2 separate regions of the Rattus norvegicus genome follow, and region 2 is linked to region 1. Evidence: chromatin contacts called from public Hi-C data. All regions are on one chromosome and are shown on one strand. Each heading gives the region's core, a stretch centred on a gene start, on an enhancer-like site or on the middle of the called end of the contact. The rest is flanking DNA. Distances are from core to core; before and after follow the strand shown. Region 1 holds the start of Abhd17c (abhydrolase domain containing 17C, depalmitoylase). Region 2 overlaps Arnt2 (aryl hydrocarbon receptor nuclear translocator 2).

Region 1 (5,872 bases), core at 1,663-4,162:
CAATCTAGGCTGAAGGAAGGTGGTTGAGGAATCAGCCTTAGAATCAGGTAAGCCAGACTCACATCTTTTGAGAAATCAAATACAGGGTGAGAGAACTCTAAACTACCAGTTAGGAGACCTGCTGGCTGGCTGTGATATTATCCTGGGGAGGGTGGATGAAGGCAGCACCCACATGGGCGCTGGGAAACACTTCACACCCAGCACTTTTTTTTTTTTCAAGTCAAATAAAACAGAACACATTCTGTTACCCGAAGTACCCACTGGGGTTGGGATGTTCTGTGAAACATTCCATTCAGATACGCAGCCTCAGATGCGTACGAGATGTGCAAGCATGATCAAGGTGCGGAATGAGCATCTTACTGTAGTCAGTCTAACCGGCTGGGAAAGCACAGAATAAGAGGCTTATTTGTATCTTCATAGTCTGATTCTGGGAACCAGGAGTGACAACGCACACCTGTAATACCAGCACTTGTGAAGCAGAGGGAGGTGGTGATGGTCAGAATCAGCTGCAAGGTGAGTCTGAGTCTCCAAAAGCAGTTTAAAAAACAACAACAACAACAAAAACTAAAAGCAACAACAAAGAACTCATGCTTATTTTAGATATGAGTTCTAGTAAAACATTAAACCACAAGCAAAATTACCAGGTAATTCAAATTTTGACGTACCCCGAAACAATGCCTTTTATGTGTTATGGACTGCACCTCACCTTTGTGGTAAGACAGACATACATACTCAAGAGTGAAAGAAAGAAAGGTCCACATCGGAGCAATGTTTTGTAGAAATTTTTATAGAACATCAACTCAAGGTAGGACTTTACTGTTTCACTGTAAAAATATCTAATACTAAAATTTATTTTTACCACCTACACTATGGCAGATTAGGTAGTTCAAGATGTGCGACGCGTGCTTTTTAAAAAGAACTGGGTATGGTAGATGAGTGTGGGCACAATTACTGGATGACAGGACAGCCTAGGAGAGCCAGTTCTCTCTCCCTCCACCTCTGTATTCCACAAGTCAAACTCTGGTCACCATGTCTGCCCAGAAAGCAGCCTCCACTCACTCAGCCACCTAGCTACCTGAACACTTTTTCCAGGCCCTGACCAATGTAGAACTCACCGTGCAGCTAAGGCTAGCCTGAAACGTTCAGCAATCCTTCAGCCTCTGCCTCAGAGTACTGAGGCATATCCTACACCAGCCCTCCCTGACACATACTTCTGAAACCTGTTCTTGGGAACAGGTGGCATGTGACTACTTGTGGATCCTCAGCCACTCCATCAGGACAGAATCCAGCCGCATCTGCCTACATCGTTCTCTGAAAACTACACCCCAATTAAGGATCCCCTCCAAGACCTCAGAAGAGTTTAAGCAAACAGCACAGAGTAAATACTAAGTACTTCTCTGTTTCTCAAGAAGCATAAGGGATAATTTATGAACATACGGGCAACACATATGGAAATAAGTCATTATTACTGATCATGTACTTAGCCCAGCAAATAGACTTTTCATAAAAACTATACAAAGGTCTCTAAAAAGAACAGTGCCTACTGTCCTTATTCTGAGGACTTGTTCCTCTAAAGAAATCCAAGCTCATTACCCAAAAGGTTGCCACCTGTGCTATGGGGATTACATGGGAAGGTCACAAGCATCAAACAGGACAGGTCACTTAACTTTCTCACAAATCAAAAGTCTAAGTTCAGAGTAAAACTCAAGCAGGTTTTTCTTTTTCCCACCTGATCTGTCCCCAGATATAACAATTTGTGCTTGGCATGTAAAAGACCCCGAATAATTCCAGTTTTATGAACCCTAACTCAAGGTCAACCGATTCCCTCGAGCCTATAAGACACCCTGCGCTACTAGTGGGGTTTAGGGAAGGTTCCGACATCAGCTAACTTCCTGATCTCAAGGAACCACAAACTCTGCCGGACCAAGAGGCAAAGTCCTCACCACACCCGACCCGACCCAGCCTTAAGGGCTGTTCAGGCATCGCCCCAGGGGGACTTTCTACTTAGAAAGTCTTTTAAAGGTCATAGTCTCTCCCCTGTTTTCACAGGACACTGAAAAACCCAAGGTCACTTCTTCCAGACCTTCAGGGTCTGCGCGTAGTTCATCACACAACTCAAGCTCAACCAAGTTGGTTTGGCCGGTACGTTAGCACCCCCCACAGCGGCCACGTGCGTTTAACCGGAGCCACAAAGACTCCAGGCCTCGCTGGCCAGTGAAAAGCAGGCAGGACCCTTTAAGTCTGAGCTATCCATCCCCACAAGGGCTGGTGATCCGGAGCGAATGCAACAATCTGGGAGCACAAGCCCGCACCCAACCCGTGGCTCGGGGCTCACCGGGTGCGCAACGCCTGCCACGCGGCGTCGATGTCGGCGTAGAGATTCTTTTCGGAGGGCTTGCCGGAGCTCACACCATAGCCCGAATAGTCGTAAGAAAAGATGTTGCAGTTGATGCGCGAGCCCAGGCCGATGTAGAAGCTACACATCTGGCCCAAGTCCACAGCGTTGCCGTGAGAGAAGAGCAGCGTGTAGCGGCTGGAGGGCGCGCAGCGCACGAACATGCAGCCCAGCCGGTTGTCGCGGGCCGTGCGCGAGAAGAAGACCTCTACGGCGTCCAGTTCGCGCTGCGAGTACTGCCAGTCGGCGCGCTCGCTCAGGTGCAGGCTGCACGCGCCGGGGCCCGCACCCTCCTCGGCCGGAGCGGGCTGCGCCGCCGGGGCTGGCGCCGGGGTCGCAGCGGGCGCGGGCGCGCGCTGCTCGGGCGCCAGCACCGTGTAGGTGGGTTCGGGCGGCAGGAAGGCCAGCTTGGCGGCGATGCGGCTCGGACAAGGAGGGCAGCAGAAGAGCCAGCACAGCTCGCCGAGCGAGAAGCCGTTCATCCTGGGGCCGGGCTCGGGCATCGGGACGGCCTGGCGCCCGCCGCGGGCGGGAGGGAAGCGCAGGGAGCGCAGAGGGAGAGCGCCGAGAACTGGAGGCCGGCCGAGGAGGCGGAGAGGCTAGGGGCGGGGCCAGGCGGGCGCGGCGCGGCGAGCGGGGCGGGTCAGCGGCAGCCCCGCAGCCCCGGCGAGGTGCGGACGACCGGGGCTCGCGCGCTGCACACAAAGCCCGCGGCGGCGGCGGCCATGGCCCGCTCGAGCGCGCCGCCCCGCCCCCGCACGCTGCCGCCACTTCCGGGTTACCGCGCCGCGCGCCCCCACAAGCGGGCGGGGCTACCCCTCAGAACGGACGCCCTAGTCTGAAGCAGGACTCCCCTGTCTGGGCGGGGCTCTCACCTCTTGGGCGGGGAGTTAGTGCATCTGGGCAGGGCTGCTGGTTAGAACAAACTCCGGGATCCGAAGCGAGGCTCTGGTGTCTGGGGCGGAGCTTACCGTGATTGGGGCGGGGCTCTGAAGAGATGGGGCGGTTGGGACAATCCTGGATTGAAAAGGTAGGTGCACAGATACTTTAGGATTCGGTTCTCCAGAACCAACTTTGTCCTGGTAGGGTTATTGGGAATTTATGTAAAAGATAATTATTGAGAAAGAGAATTGAATACATTAAAAAATGCCTTGCTTCCCGCTAATCAATGCTATTTTTTTCTCTTTTGGTTGTTTGAGACAGTTTAACCTACACTGGCGTAGAACTCGGATTCCTCTTTCCTCTATACCAGTGGCTGAGATTCAAGACTTTTTGAATACCACCCTCCTCTGATCCCCCTCGTACGTGTTCCCGTGCCTGTTGGTTTTACAACTGGTGTGAACATGGTACTTTCTCACCCTCACCCCTTACGTCAACCCCCCCTACATGGTGCCAACTGGATACTCATACTCCATATCTGTCCTTTATGATGTTAGTTTCTCTAGAATTGTTTTGGCGCCAGACTTTTAATCATGAAAGACATGTTAAAACGATTTTAATCCTCTGTTGTCTTGGCTATGGGCTTTAAGTGATTTTCCAAATATAGCTCTCAGGGCCTTTGAAACCATGTGAACCCTGGTGTTCAGTTGGCAGAGCCTCTCCTCTGGACTTTGGCATTAGGCTTCGCTTTCAGGGAGAGGAGGGCATCCCAGGCTACCTGCGGTTAATGCAACCAGAGCCCCAGTGGGCAGTCACCACTCCAGACCTCAAAGATGTCCCAAGAAGGATTACAACCTTTTTGAAAACAAAAAGAATTTTGAGCATCCTAATCTAAATTGATTTATCAATACCAACATCAGTAGTAACATTGTGGACTGAATTTTAGAAGGCCATATACTCACTAAATTCATAAATTTCCAAAAAACTGCACACAATGCCTCTTCAAGTCTGTTTTAAAGTTAGATGGGCAAAACTGTTCTTCCATTGCTAGGCTTTAGCTTCTGGCTTTCAGTTTCATTTTTTTTCCCCCAAAGACTTGAGAGTTTTTTCATGTTGCTATTTTGCCTGCTTGATTCCTGTACTAAGTCAATGTGTGTGGCGTTTTTCATGCCATAGCTACTGGGTCAGTTGCCAGAATTGCAAAGAGAAAGTTATCTCTGCCACAGTCAAGACACTCTTAAGAAGCCTGAAAACAGTTTGCGGGATCAGGAGTTCGTGGTCACTCCCAACTTCATAGTGGCCAGACCGGGCAATGAGACCATAACTTAAATAAATAAATAAATAAAATAAATAAATAAGCAAGCAAATAAATCAGTCCTTTGTGAACATTTAGGTGATTGTATTATTATTATTATATGTATTTTGGGGGTGGACATAGGTATGGAGTTGAGAAGACAACTTATAGGAGTTGTTTCTCTCTTTCCATCATGCGAGTTTGGGGGATCAAACTTGGATCGTCAGACTTGTTTACCCACTGAGCCATCTTGTATCCTTAGACAATGGTCTCAGGTCCTGTCTTGCTATTTCTGTGAGGAACAGATGCCAGTACGCTTCACTCTAGTCTAATGCAGAGTGAAAACAAGGGACTTTGAGAACTGAACTGAAATGAGTACTGTCCACTCTCCTCCTAGTCAGTCTTCCTCCAGCACCGTTCCTCCCACCTGACAGAATGGACTAGCTCACAGCTCGTGAAAGGACAGCTAATGATTCCTAAGTCCGCATCTTTGTGCTGACTATAGGAAGGATAGCAGTCATATTCCAGATGTTCTGGTGGCAGTCCTGTTGGGAAACCCAAAGTTGGCTTCTTTAGTTTAGTCTCTGTATCCTCTGCAAAGGATGTGTGCAATACGACTCTGTACATGACTAATAACTAAATGGAAAGACTAACCTTTTGGATCATTTTGAGAGACTATACAGAGGGAAGCTTCCTGTAAAAGTAAACTCATTTGTGTTTATGTGACTATTAAACTTAATGTGCTGAATGCCATAGAGGGCAAGCCTTGCTCACCCATATTACGTAGAGCTGAGGTTAGACTTTGTGTGGCCCTCTAAGATGAGATGTGCTGCTAGGGTGTAACAAACTCAGTGTCTCAGCACATTCGTCATGTAAAAGCTCCTCAGCAAATAAATACTTTCTAGTTTTTAGATGCTAACCTCTCTGTACAACCATCTTCAGGAGGGAGCATCCACAGGAGAGACAGGATGCCTTGGCATTTTGGCTGGGAGAGTTTAGCATCCACCTTGGAGAATAGCTGTGCCCTATTAGATACAAGGACCAAGTTAACAGCTGTCCAACTTGACCTTAAAGAACTCCTATGTGATTCTTACCATTCTAGCATAGTAAGGTTTACCCTGAATTCAGACTAGCAAATGTGTTTGTTGGGTCCTCAGCATGAGTCTAGTCAATGAATTGACCTGGGACATGTGAAGGGACAAGGTCACATCACAGCCAAATGTTAGGATTGTCACTGCTGTTGAAGTAACTCTTTCCCCGCCCACCAGCTAGGACTAATGAGCTAAACAACACACCATGTAGCT
Region 2 (5,872 bases), core at 2,052-4,551, 140 kb after region 1:
CAGAGCTGCAGGTTGTAGCTGCCCACCTGCCGTCGGGGCGCACATCTTATTCATGCCTCAGAATTTTTATGGTGGTTACTTCATCCACATGCTAATATCAAGAAGCTGGAGCTCAAAGCTAGGGTTAGGTCAGAGGTGTCCTGTTACAGCAGAGCAGGATTTGACTTCAGGATTGAGTCCAAGCTGCTTGGCTCCTCCTACTCTGCCAGAATGTTCTGAGGGGTGGGGTGTGTGTGTGGGGAAAAAAGGTGAGAGAGAAAACTGGTGCTTCAAGTTTTAAAGTAGGGAGACTGGGTTGCTTTCAGGGAACAGTGAAGCCACGAAGAAGGTAGAGGGTAAGGTCCTCAGTTCTAGATACCCCAGTAAAGAGATGCTGCAGGAGGACCTGCTGAGCGGCTGCTTTGGAATCAAACCCAGAAGTCTATTCAGTGAACTATGTGGAGGCAAAGAAAACAGCTATGCCCAAGTCATGTTCTGATGACTCAGACCCCCCCGCCCCCCAAGATTCCTGCTCTGGTGGAGCTGGGTCTCCAGGGAAGGTCAGATGAGAAGACTGAGGTACCAGGGACCAAAGGACCTGGCCATTTACTGTGGTACAAGAGCCCAGGAACAAAGGCAAGGATGGAATCAGGAGCATGTGCTGTACCTCCAGGCAGTGCGCACCTCTGCCTGTCATATCAGCAAAGCGGAGCATTGATGATGATGATGATGATGATGATGATGATGATGATGATGATGATAGATTTCAAAACATTTAAAAAGAGGGCTAGAATATCTCAGAGTTATGTGAGTGCATGCATGAAACTATGGGCTCAATTTCCAGCATGACATAAAAGCAGTCATGGTGGCCCATGCCTGTAATCCCAGCACTAGACTTGTGAAGGCAACAGATCCAGTAGTTTAAAGTTATATTCAAGGCCAGCCTGGGCAACCTGAGACCCTTTCTTAATTTTTTTTCTTAAAAAGAATTGATATAATCGTTACTGTCAAAGAAAAACCGTGTCCTTCCTTGTTTGTACTCCATTATCTGCTGTTTCCTGTTCCCTGCACCTTAGGGAAGCACGATGGCTCACTGGCAGGCTAATATCTGAATGGAAGACTGATCACCAGTAGTTGGCCGGCACTTTACATCTTTACAGTATATGGCTATCAATTATCAGATAAAGGAGAGGACGCTCAGCAAGTTTAAGTGCTGCTCCTAGCTAGAACGCAGCACAGAACGGATCCCAATCTAATTCTGCAGGGCTGTGGACCCTGTATTCTTCCCTCTGCCCAGAATAAACACCCTCCATGTCCCAGGGCTCTGGGGAGACTGGAGGGGTTGGTCTGGTGCTGCTATGTATTCAAATGCTAAATCTGTACCCCAGTAAACTCTGTTGCCCCAAGATGAATGACTTTTCATGTACATCAGCTTTCGTTGTGCAAATCTTGCACTCAAATTATCCATGATCGGTTAATAAAAGTTGCTGACAGCCTATAGCTGAGCAGAAGTGAGGTAGGCAGGACAAAGGTTCCTGGGCTTGGGGTGTAAGGTAGGGACCATGAAGGAGAGCGAGGAGAGGAGGAAGAAGGAAGTCACCATGGGTAATACGGGTCATGAGCATGTGTCTGTGAGGGCTAGCCTGATGAAGCAAGAGCAGTGCAAATGAAACATATGGCGAGTAATACATTGGGGTTCAAGACATGAAAGCAGACAAATAGTGTAGAGGGTTGATATCTGCCCAGCTCTGGTTCTTTAAAGCTTATTATAATTCTAGGGGTCTCTGTGTCCTTTATTTGGGTAGTAGCTGGTTAAAAAGTAACTGTTGCCGCATTAATTTCAGGTATTAGTTATTAACTGCAGAATGTTTAAGTCACACTACACCAAGACCTCCACTGGGGCAGAGGGGGAAGTGTGCTAGAACTCTAGGCACATTCAGTTCTGGTTCTCCTCTGAGGGACAGGAAAAGGGTCAAGATGCTCCCTGGGGTTGGAGCCTGTAACTAGAAGAGTCTCAGTTCCACCTTGCCTGCCTGGATCGCAGAAGGACAGAAGAAGATGGTGTCTTTGTGTCCAGCCTTCACTGAAGGCTGATGCCTCCTGGGCATACAACCGTCTGCCTCCTTTTGCATACATCTCTTCTCTTCTCTTTCCACCTACTATCAGGCAGGTAATTGTGACTAACTATCACTGAGTATATGTGATCATTGACCAGTTGGGCTTTGGGCATGGTGGGGCTTTAAACCCATGTTTGTACTCACACATATGTATGTATGCATGTACGTGTGCATACATGCACGCACACACATGCCTACCCTCACATGGACACATACATATTCACCCACCCCTTCATGTACATACACATAAGTGCACACATGTAGACATGGGTGTAGGTACACATCAAGAACTTGTGCCATGAGAACCTGAGACAACGTCAGACTAGTGCTATTTTAATATCTATCAGAGGCTTGGCCTAAGGATAACTGCACGTCAATTCTCCCCTGAAGAGAGACGGGAAGGGAATGTTCAGGATGGGCGGATACGGAAAGGACAGTCTGGTTTCTCATAGTATCAAATCCCAAGACCTGGCCCAGCTCAGCAGTGTGCACCCGCGTGTTGCATCAGTCTGTTTTTCTGGGCTTCCATCTGTGTGGAAGGAACAGGAAGAAGTCAGAGGTGACAAAGAGCCTTTTCAACAGCTTAGCACAAATGCTAAACACCCAATGCTTGCTTAACTTCTTCAGGAAGTTGCTTTTGGATGCTCGTAGCTGAAGGCTACTGAGCAAGCAACTCCTTGCTCCCCGCCCCACCCCCAGCCCCAGCACAGGGCACAGGAGGGTCTAACTAGCTGGAGTACTGCTGACAAAGCTGACAAAACTCAAGGAAGGTCTGTGCGCTCACATGCGTGGTCAGCACCGCCCTCTACCGTCCACAGCCAGCTTTTCCGCCTTGCCACCAAACACCTGGTTTAGAAAACTGATATGTGTTGCTATTGTAGCTGCTGCAGGTGTCCCAGGGCTTTTCTGATCCACACGACTTACAGGAGCTGCTGAGAATGACTGACTTGAGGCAGCAAAAGGCCTGCCCCTGAACAAAATGCTTTTCTGTCTCAACAATACTGTCTGGCTTTCAGAAAAGAAGGTCAACCCAGTCAGCCGGGGCTGGCTTGCAGAGGAGAGTGACTGCTTCTATGCCTCTCCTTTGTCAGGGCTGCCTTCTGGGGGTGTTCCTCAGGTTCTGGGGGTTTTGTTTGTCCTCTTCTTCCTCTGTATCTGTCCACTGTCTTCCGTCTACCTCTACCCATGATTTCATGGTTTTGAAGCTCAAAGCTTATGATCCTTGGACTGGGTCTCCCCTTAAAGCAAGAAGGTAATGCAAGCACCTTGCCTGCCCTAGGCCATGGCAGTCATGATGGTCAGGAGATATCAGCTTCATTAGCTGTGACAAGACATGTGACTCTGATGGCAGAAAGAATGTAACCAAAGACTAGAAAACTGCAATGATGACAGACTGAAAAGCCCCCAACCATCTCCAACAAGGATCCTAGGTCTGCTCTGCTCACCCAAATCTAGAAAGCTGCTGATTGCCCAGCCAGGGAACTGTTCTTGTAGAGGGGTGGCTCTGACATGCTTTGTAAGTAGCTAACCATGAGGGAGGATTTAGTGACGGGGAGATTTAGGAAGGTTGACAGTGAGTGCATAGGTGACACCCTCAAGAACAGCCTAATTCACAGGAATTCAGCAGCCTCAGAGCCCTTGCTGAGCACAGGGCTGTGTGCACAACCACATGTTGAGAAGGAACAAAGAGGGATGAGGGGCAGAGGAGGCAGGATCCAGACTGGAAGTGGCTTTCCCTAAGATCCAAAAGGGAATGGTTCTAGAATCGTGTCCAGGACTCTGAATAGTTGGCTTGTTTGTCTATTTCCACCACTTCTTGGCTAGGCAGCCTGAATTGGCAGGTGTGAGGCCATACTGGGAGAGATAAGCCTAGGGGCAGAGATCTGGCTTGCACAGGTGCTAGGCAGGTCAGAGCTATCATTGCCCTTCTTCTGCCAAGGACCTGGCACCCCTAGCTCGTAAGCACCTGAGAAACCTGCACATAACCCTCTATACCTTGAACACAGTCCTCCCTAGCCCCGTGCATCTGGCTCTACTCCCATTTCTCAATCTTCCTTCTTTTCAGCAGTCCTAGGATCAGATTTGGGTGTGGCACTCATGGGCACGTCTCTGGTCCCTGGGTAAAGAGAACATCTCTTCCACATTGTGGGATTGACGGGGGGAAATGGAATACCCTCCATTTGATTGAACCCTCAAGATGTGATAGGCCCATCATTTTACCCATCTGGATCTATGGCTTCTCACATTTGTTCTTTCCCATTTACAGTTTGACCAGCAGATGGGGCAGAAGACAAATCCAGTTGTACCAAGTACACAGGGACAGAAAATGTCTAGAATGAGAGCTGGTCCAGGAGGCAGTTGACAGAGTGGTATCTGGGAGCAAGAGTTTGTGTGTCCCAGATGGTGTGATCGAAGCTGTTGGACTGGTGTGAACGCTGGGCTGTAAGGGACGGGGGCAAGCTGAATGGTAGCAGTAGCTCAGCGAGGCCAGTTCAGAAGGATGCTCTGACAGAGGGATGTGGCAGGTTCTTAGAAGGATCCCCTGGTGTCAGGAGATGAGGAAGAGAAGGCCATGGGTTTCAGGACCAACCTTGACTGAACCCGAGGAATGGAGATTGGGAGTTCCAGTGGCCATGAGTGGCAGATACAAGGGCAGTCTTCAGTATGCCTGTCTCATTCCATACCGTCTGCCACCCTAGGCATAGCTTCCATGTGCCTAGTGGGCACCTTTGTGCCCAAATGTTTATGTGTGTTGGTTCCTTGCTGGGTATGAATATCCCTTGCTTACACCAGGGTTACACCTGATACCATACCATAAGTGTGTTGTATTGTAAAACACAAAGGCACCACTATCCCCCATCCATGGCATCAAGCTTAGTGATGGCTGTTTCCTTGCATGGCTGTATGGCTGAGTTGAGCTGCCTCTCTCTGTCACAGCTTAGCATCCGTGAGCTTCTTCTAGTATGTTGCTAGCCCAAGGAATGAGCACATTCACAATCCAAAGTATGGTTCTCTTAGAATGTGCATCACTTTCACAGCACAGTAGAGTCAGATTATAGCTGGAGTACTACTCAGCTATTAAAACAACGACTTCATGTAATCCTTAGGCAAATGGATGGAACTAGAAAATATTGTCCTGAGTGAAGTAACCTAGTCACAAAAGAACACACATGATATGCACTCATTGATAAGTGGTTATTAGCCCAAAAGCTCCGAATACTCAAGATACAATTTACAGACCACATGAAGCTCAAGAAGAAGAAAGACCAAAGTGTGTACGCTTCAGGCCTTCTTACAAGAGGAAACAAAATACTCACAGAAGGAAATACAAAGTGTGGAGCAGAGACTGAATGAAGGAAAGGCCATCCAGAGACTGCCCCACCTGGGGATCCATCCCACATACAGTCACCAAACCCAGACACTACTGCAGATGCCAAGAAGTGCATGCTGACAGGAGCCTGATATAGTTGTCTCCTGAGAGGCTCTGCCAGAGCCTGACAGGGGTCCCCAATGGAGGAGTTAGAGGACTGAAGGAACTGAAGGGGTTTGCAACCCCATAGGAAGAACAACAGTATCAACCAACCAGACTCCTCAGAGATCCCAGACACTAAACCACCAGCCAAAGAGTGCACATGGAGGGACCCATGGCTCCAGCCACATATGTAGCAGAGGATGGCCTTGTTGGGCATCAATGGGAAGAGAGGCCCTTTAGTCCTGTGAAAGCTCGATGTCTCAGTGTAGGGGAATGCCAGGGTGGGAAGGCTGGAAGGGGTGGC

What was found. Hi-C and Micro-C count contacts between places; a contact is called where the count stands out from the background.
Region 2: a contact with region 1 is called in a Hi-C map of frontal cortex, with 1.9 times the contacts expected there. The contact joins the enhancer-like site here to the promoter of Abhd17c in region 1. A contact is called at or near these places in 3 of 12 Hi-C or Micro-C datasets (the A7r5 cell line, frontal cortex and kidney).

The regions. Positions count from the first base shown.
Region 1 is chr1:147,531,803-147,537,674 of GRCr8, forward strand. Abhd17c (abhydrolase domain containing 17C, depalmitoylase) reads right to left here and starts at 2,913. Exons shown (of 3, transcript NM_001100736.2): 1 at 2,336-2,913. The coding sequence starts at 2,898.
Region 2 is chr1:147,669,995-147,675,866 of GRCr8, forward strand. All of the region lies in intron 12 of Arnt2 (aryl hydrocarbon receptor nuclear translocator 2), which reads right to left. Among named protein-coding and RNA genes, the nearest start is that of Arnt2, 130 kb to the right of the region's middle. Within about 2 kb of position 3,302, at least 9 of the 93 cell types and tissues checked have an H3K27ac peak or open chromatin away from gene starts, as enhancers often do.